Regions from separate parts of the Rattus norvegicus genome. Here region 1 is linked to region 2. The links are chromatin contacts, called in public Hi-C maps. All regions are on one chromosome and are shown on one strand. The core of a region is the stretch at or near the end of the contact, and the rest is flanking DNA. Distances in the headings are between cores, read along the strand shown. Region 1 has its middle 130 kb from the start of Dusp4. Region 2 holds the start of Dusp4 (dual specificity phosphatase 4).

Region 1 (6,220 bases), core at 1,687-4,186, 130 kb after region 2:
AATGTTCACACCAGTAAGTCATGCTAATTTGTTGCAGCAGCCGCAGGAATCTAATAACATTTGCGTCTCCCGCCATGTAAGATGAGCCAACACCATGGTAACTGGGCAGAGGCCACCAGCCACAGGGAGGTCTTGACTAGAGCCTTTAGGCTGGGGCCCCACGCTGCTTCCGAGCAGTGGAAGGAGCATGGTGGGCTGCTTCCCGAAGGAACCCTTGCCACCCTCCAGCGTTCTGCTCTATACTCATAGGCGTGCTTCCTGTTTGGACACTCTATTTACCAGAAACTCTCTCTCTCCCTTCTTAGAATAAAGCCACTCGACCAAGTTCAGAAAAGTTCAGGAACCGTGTGCCAGAATTTCAGTCTGACAGAAGATCTCAATTTGAGAATTGAGGTTGGTAAAAATCCAGGAACACCCCACCCAGCAACCCCAGTTCAGCAAGTTTGGGGAACCTTTTGCCACAGCTTTCAGAAAAGAGCGATTAAATTATCTCTCCTATCATTTCCTATGAAATATGGGCAAGGCGCCTTTATGTCCTCCTGAGACATGCTTTTAAGAGCTCTCTTTCTTCAGTGTCTTGTATGGGAAGCCATGAGAGGTTTGTTAAAGTGGCAGACCTTAGTCTTGGGGTGGTGGATACAGGATGCATTGTATGTTCCCATTGTCTCTGGTCAGTTACCACTCGGCTAACGGCAGTCGTGGGATTATACCTCCATGCGTCCAGGCTAAGTGGGGCTGTCTTGTCCTGTGACTTGGCCAGTGCTGAATTCTATCTGGATATTGCCCAAAGACGTGACTTAGATGCTCTTAAATAAACTTATAGGATCCCCATTTTAAAATAAAAAACAACTTATTTTATTTTGAATTATTCGTATGTAGGTGGGTATGGACATGAGATTGCTCATGAGGCCAGAGGCCAGAGGTCCAGATCTTTCTGGAACTGTAGTTCTAAGTGGTTGGTGTTGTGATAGAATCGTGACTCACGTCTGGACAGACCACACCAGGACAGTACAGTCCCATGTGGAAGAGGTTTATTGAGGACAAAGAAGATGAGGGGGGGAGAGAGAAAGAAGAAAAAAAGAGGAGGTGGGTAGGAAGAGTCTGCCTTTTATCCAAACTGTGACGTAACCACTCATAGGTAAAGGTGGGGCTAAACCAAAAGGAGGCTGGGAATGTACGGCCATTGCTGTAAGCATTCTGTCTAAGCTCCACCCCCATAGTTACCTGGCAACAGCTAGGTATGCCCCACCCCACGGTTACCTGGCAACAGCCAGGTGTGCCTGACACTATCGAAGGGGCTGCTTGCCCCCTCCTCTCTCTCTTGCTCCTGCTTCTTCTTGCTCTCTCTTGCCCCTTTGTCCCTTCTCTCCTCATCCCCCACTCCCCTTCTCTCCACGTGCTCATGGCTGACTTCTACTCCTCTCCTCCCCTCCTTCCCTATTCATCTATTTCTCTACTTTTCTCTCTCTTTCTCCGCCCTATTACCTTCTTAACTCCCCTTCCCATCCCCTGAATAAACTCTATTCTATACTATACCGTTGTGTGGCTGGATCCTCATGGGGAAGGGATGCCTCAGCATGGGCCCGCTGAGGCAAGACCTCCATAAAACATACCCCTCCACCCCTTATCCCTTTATAAACACAATTGCCATGGCAACAGATGTGCGGGTCCCGGTTGCCTGTGAGTGACGTCACTGCTGGGTTCGAGGCAAAAGCTGATTCCTGACGTCAACAGTTGGAAGTCACCTGATACAGGTGCTGGAGTTGGACTCAGGTCCTCTGCCAGAGCATCTTAGCTACTGAGCCATCTCTCAGCCTGGAGAGTACAGTAAGAGGCGCACCCATCTGTATTAGTGAGTGTGAGCCTCTCTCTCCCTCCCTCTCCCTCTTTCCCCTTCCTGTCTCTCCTTCGCTGGTCTTCCCTTTGCCTCTCCCTCAAGGCATGAAGTTGCCTGTGATTTCCTTCTGATTTTTCTCCCCTGTGCCTCTCTCTTGGGAGAGAGAGGCCGGCGAACGTCTCTGAGTACAGCCAGAGCTACAGAGAGACAGAAACCCTGTGTTCAGAAACGAAAAACCAACCATACAACCCAAAGACTCAGAGCTTCTTTATTTTTCTCCCATCTGCGTTGTTTTAGAAAGGATGGTGGTGCACACTTTAATCCCAGCATAGGTAACCAGGTCTGTGTGAGTTTGAAGCCAGTCTGGTCTACATAGCGAGTTCCAGAACAGCCATGGATTTGTAGTGAGACCTTATCTTGAAAAACAAACAAACAAAAAGAGGTTTTGTTTCTGGTTGCTATTGTTGTTTTCTGCTTTAGGTTCAAGGCCGGGTGGCTAGTCTGTATTTCTGAATACTCTGTTACGCACGCACGCAGGTCTGGAACCCAGCGGTGACGTCACTCACAGGCGCAGGCAGTATGGCGGTTACTGCAGAGTATACTAGAATGGGAAAGTTCGAAGGTCAGGCCTCCATGCCTCTCCGAGGACGATAAAGCCAAAACCTGTGTGCAAGGCCCACAGGAGGGAGGAAGAAGACACCAGGACCAATGAGAAAGCTCTCTTCGCAAAAAGTTACCGCAAAGAAGAGGGGTTTCAGACAAATACCACTCCCGAGTGGAAGACACGATTTTTTTTTTTGTTTGTTTGTTTGTTACTGCTGTTTCAGTGGCAGGCGTCACCAGGCCAGCAGCAAACATCCGGGAGCCCCGGGTACTAGGCAGGATGTTAGGATGTCAGCTCCAAGGAGGAAAGGAACAATGGCTGTTTAATTTGCTTTTTATAGCAAAGCCCATTTGGGAAGAATGAAGACAGGAGACTCTCAGAAGAGCTTCCTTTCCCTGAGGGCTGGCCCATCTGCTCTGTGGAGAGGAGATTGCTGACTCAGGAAGCCCTGCCAGGGAGCCTGCTGAGGCTGCTCTGAGTTTAGGCGCCTGGCCAGTATGCTAGCCCACATGGCCAGCGAACAAATGGTGTGCCCAGGATGCAGGGAGGTTGTCAGGGCTTCTTTCTAACACTGGACAACTGACTTCTGTCCTTGGATTACTGAGACATATGTTCCCTGACCACCACAAGCACCCTTTCTACGACAAAGCCTCTTTCATAGGCTGTTGTGAGGGGGATAAAAGATAAATGAAGCTCACTCCCAAGAGATTAAGCGGTTAAGAAAAATTAGTCAGTTTCTCTAAGTATCACATAGCTCAACGGCTTTTTCAGGAGAAAACAGAAAATGCAATCTCTCATAAACACCCTTGCATGGTTATGAATATTCATCTTTAAACATAATGAGCTGTCATAACTCCTATTTTATTTTTGTAAACACTGCCATGAAACTTCCAGAGGTCTAACAACAGCCAAAAGCTACTGTGTGTTGGGTTTTTTTTTTTTTCTCTTTATTTTATTTTATTTTTTTATTTTTTCGAGTTCAGGAATCTTATTTTGATCAACTTTTGCCTTTTTTTTTTTTTTTTTTTTTTTGCTATTTCGACGAGTCTAGAAGCATTCTCTACTCCTGATCGTCTGCCGAAACTAATCAATTACTTGTTATAGCCAGGGTGAACAAGTTCCAGAAAGAACCTGAGTTTCCCTTGAACTTGATGCTTGAAGAGCTGGTTTTGTTTTCTTCTGCGTAGGAGTTTTTGCCAACCTTGCTGAAGATGCTGCGTCAGTGGCCTCCAGTGGAGGAGAGCATTCCCGCATGGCGCATGCTCAGTGGAGAGCTGGAGGGCGCCAACAAGATCTATGTGAGAAGAGGGTTCTCTGTAGGAAGTATGGTGCCAGTGCTATCTGGCATTTGCCATTCTGGGTGCTGGTATTATATTATCACATGGGCTTCTCCTCAAGCTTGATATAAAACCAGACATACTTGCATATACACATCCTTTCGTGGGTCCTGGTGAAAAACACCGCTCCTCTTAGTACACTAGAAGACATCTCGGATTTCTTTCAGTCATTCAACTGTTGTTGATAAAGACCAGTGAAGATGCCGGCCACGTGCATTTCGCTGTTTAATTGTATTATTATGAATTTCTCTAAATTTCTACGTTCTGGCACGACAGTGGGGATGCAGACTACCCTCGTGAGTGCTCAAGTCATTAGGGGATGGTAAATTCTCAGGCCGTGGGTACACCTCAGGACTCTCATAAGATGTGGCTTCCTGTTTGCCATCCTTTCTGACTGCACCTCTGCACAGTTCCTTCTCAGGTACAAAAGGATAAAGGGGAATCTAAGCTGAGGACAGATGTCTTCAGAGCCATACCCAACAGAACCAGTTCTATTTTTAGCAACACTTGTCTTGCCTGGGTGGGTCTTGCCCAGCCTCTCAGACACTGACTTGAGTTCAGACTCTCCATGAAATAGTAGAGCAAGTCACTTTAGTCTGTATCTCAATGGTCCTTGTTTTCCGTCATTGCCCTTTAGAATCAGAACGTGAGGTATGTTGAGGGGCATGTGTGTATGTATGTATGTGTGTGTATATGTGCTGTGTGTGTGTATCTCCCCCCTCTTTAATGGCTTTAGAGGTACATTTAAAGAGTAAAAAGGAATCAGGCAGATCCAGAAAAACACCGTATAAGCACACCAGACAAATACCAAATGACTTTACTTCTTCATGTAACCTAATGAGTCAAACTCAGAATCAGAGTTTAAAAATGGTTAAAAGGGCTTGGTGAGGGTGTTAGCATTCTAAGCTCCGCCCCACGGTTACCTGGCAACAGCCAGGTATGCCTGACACTATAAAATGGGCTTCTTGCCCCTCCTCCCTCTCTTGCTTTTCCCCCTTTGTGTCCTTTCTCTCCCCATCCCCCCTCTCATGAGCATCCACGTGCTCATGGCCAGCCTCTACCTCATTCTCTCTCTCTCTCTCTCTCTCTCTCTCTCTCTCTCTCTCTCTCTGTCTCTCTCTCTGCCTTTCTCCACCTCTACTCTCTTCCTAACTCCCCTCCCCATGCTCTTAATAAACCCTATCCTATACTATACCTCTTGTGTCTGGTCCCTCAGGGGGAAGGGATGCCTCAACATGGGCCCCATGAAGGTACCCCTCCCCCCCATACCTCACCACACCTCCATAGAACATAATCCTTCCTTTATCTTTTAATAAACACATAAGTGGAAACATGGGAAGATACTGGCCAAAGGTCACACACTTTAAATTCTCTGATAAAACGTTCTGGAAATCTAATGTATCGTATGGGTGGTGATGGGTATGTAAGAGTGAAATTAACTTGAATATATACTATTTAATCAGATATACTAAAAACCAATAGTTAGATGCATAATATATACAATATAATTTGTATATTTCATAGTCTTACACTTTATGCTACTACTCAGTTCAGGGCTATGGCTCATATGCTAGAGACAGATCAGTTCTGAATAACGAAAGAATTGTCTTTGCTTGTGAGAATTTTGTATGGTATCTAGAGATCAAGAAATACTTTGACAGATATGGGCAAGAAATCATAGTGTCGTGGAAAAAGTAAATGAACATTTTGTTTTTCTTTCACGCACGGAGGTTCAAATAAACTTCAAAAGACCAGACAGAAATCCATCTTAGACTATAGTCTGTTGCTGTAACAAAATACTGGGGGTGGATAGTTTATGAAGAATAGAGGCTGATTGTGGGGGAGGGCATTCTTTTCATATTCTAACACGATTGGTGTGCATCACGTGATTAGACAGAGGTGTGCCAGAGAGAAAATGACTTCCTAGTGGTTCCTGATGCTAGGAGTCCAAGATGCAGTCAAGACATAGGTATATTTGGTACCCACAGAGGCCTCTGGCTTTTGACTTGTAGATGAGCTCACCTCCATGTGCTCATGGACTCTGGTGTCACTTCTCATAAGGACACCAGTCATATCTGATAAGGGCGACGTCGTGCCTTGAATCAGAATGTTCCCTGACAGGCTCATGTTTTGAATGTTTCTTTCCCAGGTGGTGCTGTTTTGGGGGAGGATGTGGAGCCAGCAGGAGACAGGAAGTGGGAGACAGGAAGTGGGAGACAGGAAGTGGGTCTCTAGATCGAGGCCTGTGAAGGCTCTTAACCTCTGGTTCATATCCAGCTCTCTTCTTCTGGTCCAATGTTGTGTGACCAGCTCCCATCATCATGCTCTGGCCAGCACGGCTGAGTCCTTGCTACAATACCTTCCCCCATTACACTGGAGCCAGCCATTTCCAATGTAGTAAAAAATAACCCTTTCCACCCTTGCGTGGCTTCTCTCAGGTGT
Region 2 (7,107 bases), core at 3,360-5,859:
TGTAGTTTCCTTTGTTGACTGGAAACATCCACTTACTTAATACTTTCTCCGTTCCTTGTAACTGGGTTGCTAATGTCACTAGGCTTGGGCGTCTTGCTTAATTCTAACACTCCAAGTACTCTTTCCCTCTCTGGAGCACTCTGTTCTATTTACAAATAGAAGAGGCCAGAAGTCATCCTCCCTCTGAGTCTAAAAGGTAGGGGGTGTAAGCAGGCCCCAGAACTAGGCCCTGGAGAGGCCTCAGCTACCAACTGGGAAAGTTGGGAAATAAGCAGGCGCCAGCAGAGAGGTCCTGGGTGAACAGGACCAGTCTTCCATTCAACTCTGGGGCAAGCCAAAGACCTGTTACAGGTAAGTTTTACCCAAGAGGAAGGAGACTGTCTGGATGACTATATCCCAAAAGCTCAAGGCAGCTCCCTGCATAATTGTGCAATCAGGTTTGAATAAGAACTTAGATCACATGGTAAATTCTACATAGGAGGGAAGATAAAATTGCACAAAGAAGGTCCTGTGTGTGGGGCAGGCTGGTCAAGACCTTGTAATCCAGTCGCCTCAGCCACAGAGGTACAGAGGTCTGAGACCACAGGCATCGGCCACGCCAGGTTGAAATTATGTGTGTATCAGACTAATTTGTGATTGGGGACACTGTCATTAAAAACAAAAATTTCCTTTAGGATAAGATTTTTTTTTTAAAAGGCATGCAAGTCTAAAATTCCAACCCAAACATTTATGGAAGTTAAGAATCCGAAACAGGGGGGTTGGGGATTTAGCTCAGTGGTAGAGCGCTTGCCTAGGAAGCACAAGGCCCTGGGTTTGGTCCCCAGCTCCGAAAAAAAAACAAAAAAACAAAAAAAGAATCCGAAACAGGGAAAGTAAGATAAAATCTGAAAGAAAAATTTTTTAGAACTGTCCCTAAAATGCCTTACAGGATTTTAAGTTAAATTATTTTCTATGTTTTTTGACTCACAAAACGGAAACGTAAGATTCTTAGTTTTTGCCAAGACTTGATCAATGTACAAGATTAAGAATAGTTTAGCAAAGTTTTTCTGTTTTTAAACCCTTACTTGTGGGGAGGGAAAAAAAAAAATCAAACAATCAATCATCTTTTAGGAGAAAAAAAATAGGAAAGCGTGTTTCTTTTAAAGTCACGTGGGGGGGCTCTTTGGCCTGGAGGGACATCACTTCTAAAAGGGTTATTGTCTCCCCCATGCCTAGGATGGGGGACACCCACTATGTCTCCCTACACTTGCCTGCTGCTATCTGCCTCCTCACTCCACCAGCAGAAGAGGGCCTTGGGCCGATTCTCTCACACCAAGCCACATTTCCCGAACGGGAATGAGCGGGGGGGGGGGGGGGGGGTTGGTTGGGGGGTTGCTTAGTTCCCACGACCTCCCCCTTCCTAGAGCAGACATTTTCTTGCTGCTCTACGAGGTCTTCCAATAGCTGGCTGTACAGGAGAAGGAAGGGCTAGGTCGTGGTTCAGCACATCCACATAAACTAAGGCTGACAAACGTTGGTATCTCCACAGGACGAGGAGGAACACCCCCCTCCCCCTCTCTCTCAATCGCTTTAGGCTCTTGCTTCCAAGGGCTGCTGAACTTCTGGCTAGAAAAGGGGGTGAAGGTGAGGTAGCAGCTGTTCCCGAACAAATGAAAACTAAGGACTCCAGGCGACTGGGAAGAAGGCCTTTGGCTTTTGAGGGGCATGGGGTGATTGATCCTCACCGCCCAGTAAGAGAAGGGGGTAGAAAGCGCGGCTTAAAGGACATGCTGCCTTTCTGGGGGACAGACACCCATTAGGGATGGGACTGTCATCTTGCCCAGAGGCCACCTGCCCTGTCCAGTCTTACATCAGCATTCACCCTGAAGCATCTCTCAGAACTGGCCTGGCCTCACGGTCTCCAGATCCGAATCAGGACCGGTAGAGTGCCGCGAGCCACAAGGTTTAACATTAAAAATATGCCTCCCTTCCTAGGCGCCTGGCCTACCCCGGAGCCTGCGCCCCGGAAGGAAGCCAAGGGATCGGGATCAAGGCAGCTGCCGCTCCAGGGCGGTCCCATTCGGAATTCTTCCAGGAAGAAAAACAAAACAATCCCTGACTCCACGTGGGGCTGAAGTCCTCCTGAAGCCAGGGTTGGAAGGCATGGGCCCCGACTCTCTCAATCCAACCGCTGGGGAACCTAGGACAGCCTGGGACTTTCACCCCGAAACAGTTTCACCTTTCCCACCCGCGCGATCTCAATTCAGGCAGAGCGGGCAGGCTGGAACAATAGCACAGACGCGCAGCCCGGAGCCCAAGCAGGATTCCGCCGACAGAGGACCCGGGACCTGCGCCTGATCGAGGGCTCCGGGTACCGCGTGGGCCCGATTCCCGAGATCTGGAACCCGTCGTTCCTAAAGCGTTTTAGGGACATCAGCTGGAAGAGCAAAAGGCGGCCCTCGCGGAAAAAGAAAGAAAAGTCAGCAAAATGGCCCTGGCAGTTCAGCCTCGGGTCAACAGCAGCGTCTCTCCAGCAGCTGACGGGTCAAATGGTCAGGAAACAACTGCGGAGAACAAAGACCCCCGCTGTTCCGCAGGGCCAGCCCAGCTCGCCCGCAACCGGCTGCTTCCCGGTGCTGTTCGGAAGGGGACGGAAGAAAGGGCTTCGCTCCCGGCCTCCCTTCCTTAAGGTGGACAAGATACCAAAAGAAAAAGTATAGAAGGAGGAGGCGAAGAGCCTCTGCAGGGAAATGGGCGGCTCTTTGAAAGCGGAGGTCAAACAAATCTCCCGGCTTTGGAAGCGAAGACCCGACCCCCGCGAAAGAATGCGCGGAATGCGGTGGCCGGAGGTGGGGGGGCGCGGCGCAGCAGGGGGCGCGCGACCACCCTCCTCCCACCCCCCACCGCAGTGCTCCCCAGCCGGAGCCCGCACACGGACCTAGCAGGCAGGTGCGGAGAGCGGTCTGTCCCTTCCTCCCGCGTCTGGGATACTGCGCGATCCTTTCGGGGTGCCTGACTTCTAAATTTGACAAGCCACCCTCTCTCCGGCCACCTATTTCCCAGGCCAGGGTTCGCTTTAACCAGGCACGCGCCGCTAGCAGAGCCGAGAATGATGTGTGAACAAAAGGTGGTAAGGTAATTCTCTGCTCCCGGGATTAGCAGGAGCAGACGCGTCTGGTGTCCCCCCAGTACAGCACTCCAGCCTCCCTTAGACCCGGGCGGGGGGGGGGGGCGCCTTCCAAGAAGGCTCTGAGTTGAAGCAGCGGGAGAGGAAAAACAGTTCGCTCCCCAGATCTGCAACCCAATTCTCCTTCCCTCATTTGCCGGTTGTGTAGGAACTCCCGAGACAGATCTCACCTCAGCATTCACCTTCCTTAACCCCTCTCCAGTTCTCCGGGTTATACCGAAACAGGCCTCTCTGAACCCTGTGGGACTTAAGAGCGCGTGCGTGCTCAGTACTTGAGGCTGGGCTGCGCAGAGGAATAGCTGCCAGCATCCAGGCCAGAACCGCTCATGTCAATAAACACAGAAACTCTTCGGACGCGTGCGGACTGCAGGTGACTGGGGAAACGCGCCAGCACGGCCTCCCCAGGACTTAGTACTCAAAACCACAGCAAAACCGTGCACACAGACACGCACAAAGACACGCAAGGAAGGGGACTCCAGCAGCCCGAAATCATTCCGGTACTTTCCTCCCAATGCCCAGCAGGGCTCAGGTCACCAAGTCCCTTACACCTACCCTCCACCTCGCTCCCGGGCGCCCAGGTTTACCTTTAAGCAGGCAGATGTCTGTGCGCTCCGCGTTCCGGCGCAACGCCTGCACGACCAGCGACACTGTGCTGTCCTCCCGGAGACTCTCGGCGCGCGGGCTGCGCTCATCGTAGACGATGACAGCCGAGTAGAGGCCAGAGCGCAGGCGGGCGCGCACCTCTTCCTCGGCGGGCAGAATCTGCTCCAGGCTCACGGAGCCCTTGGCCCTCCGCCGCACGATGGTATTGCAGCGCACGTTCACCGAGCCTCGGATGTAGCCCGCGCTGTGAGCCAGAAACGGCCTGCAGTCCAGCAGCAAGCACTTGCCGCCGCTCAGCAGCCCCAGGGCGCCGTGGCTGCCGCCGCTGCTGCCCGCGCTGCCGCCGTTCTCATCTCGGTTCATCAGCCTTTTGAGCACGCTGCAGTCCATCTCCCGCAGTTCCTCCATCGTCACCATGTCGCCGGCAAAGCACAGCAGCTGGGGAGCCGGAGAAGACCAAGGGCACCCAAGCCAGCTAGGCTACAAGAAGGAACAGGCGAAGGCTAAGAAGGCGCCTGCCGAAGTGACCCGCAAACTTGGCCCCAAGGCTCTTCTCCCAACACCCCTTCCTCCTCCTCCCGCAGCCTCGACGTTACATAGCAGTCCGAGCCTTCTCTGGCGCCAAAGCAGGCGGGCGCACGGCACCCGGAGCAAGTGACCGAGGAGGGGAGTATGTTTACGAGAGAGAGGGCTCCTCTCGGTTTGTTGCCCCTGGTGTGTTTTGCTAGCTAGGCTGCTCCTGCCTTAGGCACCGCCGTTTTCCCCCAACGCTCCGCCGGAGCTGCACGCACTGCCCCAGCCAGAGTTTCCTCCTCTGCTTAGAGATTTATTAATGCTCGCCGGCTCTCCCGGGGGAGGGAAGAGTCATTACTACCTCTCCAGGCCCCGCCCCCCACGCAAGCTCCCCGCCCCGCCCCCACCCCGACTCTTGAATGGAGCGCCGGCCCCCTCGCACCCAGTCACGGGAACTCGACGTCACAAAGAGAGGAGTAAACAGGGCGCTCGGTGCTGTCTGCCAGGCCCATTCATAAAACCGAGACCTAGAGGAAAAAGGAGGCAGCCTCCGACCCGCCGGCAAGCCGGAAGCTCCCGGACTTTGTGAATGGAGCCGCCGTGCGGCTCCCTGTCCTTCCTCAGCCCCGGAGCGCGGCGTTCGGCGTTGTGTTAGTAGCGGGTGGCGACGCGGGCCTAACCGAGGCCTGGGCTCTCAGCGTGGAGGTCTTCACCCCTGCGCTCCCCCCCCGCCCCCCAAGTCTCCGAGGTCTCGCTGGGTGGAACCTGACACTGTATGGCTGCCACCCCGCAGGGCTTGGGACCTCTTCTCGCCGGACTAAAGCTTGCTCTTCGGGTCCGGCCGGTTGTGTCTTGTTTTGTTTTTAATGCGATTCCCCGGACTTAGTTTATACATTTGCGTGATCGATTTCCGTCCGGAGCTATTAGATCGGTTTTATAGCTTCCCGCGGAACCTGGGCAAACCCCGGACTTTGAAAGATGAAAGGGAAGTCCTCGCGCCAAAGCCCAATAACAAAAGAGAGGTGTAGGGGTTTGTTACTTTACAACCCAGAGGGGGGCGTTAATTGGCCGAATGGTGTGCCCGTGCAGGAGAATGGGAAGCACTCCGGCCCAAGCTTCCTAAAACCTGATTATTTAACCATGGGAAGGGGGGGAGGAGGGATATACCCGGAGGTTTTCCGCTTTGGTGGAAGTCCTCGCCTCCCTCTTGCTCACACGCAATGTCCTCTAAGGAAATAATTGTTAAGGTCTACATTTGGTGCGAAGGAAGATGTTGAAAAGTGTCCATGCGAAGAGTGACCTTTTAAAAGGCAAATTTAATAAGCTCAGAGACGATTCGAGTTTCTACATCCCTCTTTCCAGGTCACGTAGCATCTGCACCCCGCTTTTACCTTCCCGGGGACATTTAATTTCCCAAGGGCTTGATTTTGGCAAGAAAGGAGGTTATGCGCGCATGTGGTGGGGACCTTACAGAAGCCAAAAATTATTCGGCCGAGATCTTGCCAAGTCTTGTTAGCAAGAATTAATCACCGAACAAGGGAATTACGGGGTTTGGTAGCGGCCAGGTCGAATATTCCATTTCAGGTTGCGAGTAGAAGCCTGACTGAGGCAGCGAGGGCAGCCAAAGCCTCAGGGTCCTTTCCCCCGGTTAAACCCTCTCTCCACTCAGTTACCTTTGCTTTGTTTTCTGCAGAGCGGCTCTCCAGAGATCACCTCCAACTCCCATTTTCAAGGCTTCCTACAGACTCTCTGCACTCTGAAGTCCCCAACACCCTTTTCTGGGTCCAGTGGGCGTTGCAGGGGGCAATCATCTGTGGAGAATTTTCCTTGTTACCTTGGGTTCCAAAATGGCACTGCGTTTCTTATTTTGTTTATGGGTTTTTTCAGTTAAAGAATGAGCTATTACATGCGTATTAATTTGTTGCTGACATATTAGCGACCCCCTAATGCACCCTGTATTTTGGTGCCCGTGGTGCGGGATCACTCACATCCGGGTTCCGGAAGGAGCCACAACAACAGAGTGACATCGGCTGCCTGGGGCAAGGTCTCGAGCACTGGGCCTTCAGGCTAGGAGAGTGGCAAGGGCGTCCAGCACCAGTGAGGAGGGCAAAGTGGTTTCTCTTGCTTGGTTCGGAGCTTGCTGTGAGGACATCTAGTGCTTCCCTCTGGCTGGCCCACTATGGGTGCTAGACATCCCCGGTGCCTCGACAGCCGGAATCAGATTCACTCTCCTGGGTCCTCTCCCCGCAGTTTACAAACCCAGCGGCCAGCAGCCCTTAGCTCCGGATGCTAGTCACCAGAGTCACAGAGGGGAATGAGGGTGAGGTTGTCCCCCGGCCAGCACTGGCCAAGCTGGCCTTTGTCTCCCCTGCCTCAGGGGTGCTCCTCCTACCCCTGGCAGGCCAGGCCCCTGCCCAGTGCTCACAGGGTTTGTAAATAACAGTCAAATCCGGGGAGGGGTGGGGATGCCCACCGAACAAAAGGCTGCTTTCTGCACCTGACAGTAATCCTTGCCGGAGAAGTCCATAAATCCCATAGGCGAGTCACGCGCAGGGGGTGTGGGCAGGCGCGTGTCAGTGTGTGTCCACGTGTGAGTGCCCGCGCCTGCGCGCCTGTTCCTGGAGAGGGACAGCTACTTCGGACTTAGCACATTTAAGCCAAGAGCGGCTTTTGTTGAGAAGATGATGTTGAATAAAACAACAACAGCCCCCCTCCCCCGCGCGCGCCGCCGCCGCCGCCGCCGCCCCCTTCAGGAACTGCCTTCAGCAGTGTGAATGTCAGCAATGAGCTTTAAATGACAGCATTGTGTTTACCCGGATACTGTG

Evidence for each region. Hi-C and Micro-C count contacts between places; a contact is called where the count stands out from the background.
Region 1: a contact with region 2 is called in a Hi-C map of Schwann cells, with 5 times the contacts expected there. The contact joins the enhancer-like site here to the promoter of Dusp4 in region 2. A contact is called at or near these places in 5 of 12 Hi-C or Micro-C datasets (Schwann cells, frontal cortex, liver and 1 more).

The regions. Positions count from the first base shown.
Region 1 is chr16:64,220,330-64,226,549 of GRCr8, forward strand. No RefSeq gene overlaps it. Among named protein-coding and RNA genes, the nearest start is that of Dusp4, 130 kb to the left of the region's middle. Within about 2 kb of position 2,937, at least 30 of the 93 cell types and tissues checked have an H3K27ac peak or open chromatin away from gene starts, as enhancers often do. A contact at or near this core is called in Schwann cells, where this site is marked.
Region 2 is chr16:64,089,091-64,096,197 of GRCr8, forward strand. Dusp4 (dual specificity phosphatase 4) reads right to left here and starts at 4,610. Exons shown (of 4, transcript NM_022199.2): 1 at 3,751-4,610. The coding sequence starts at 4,186.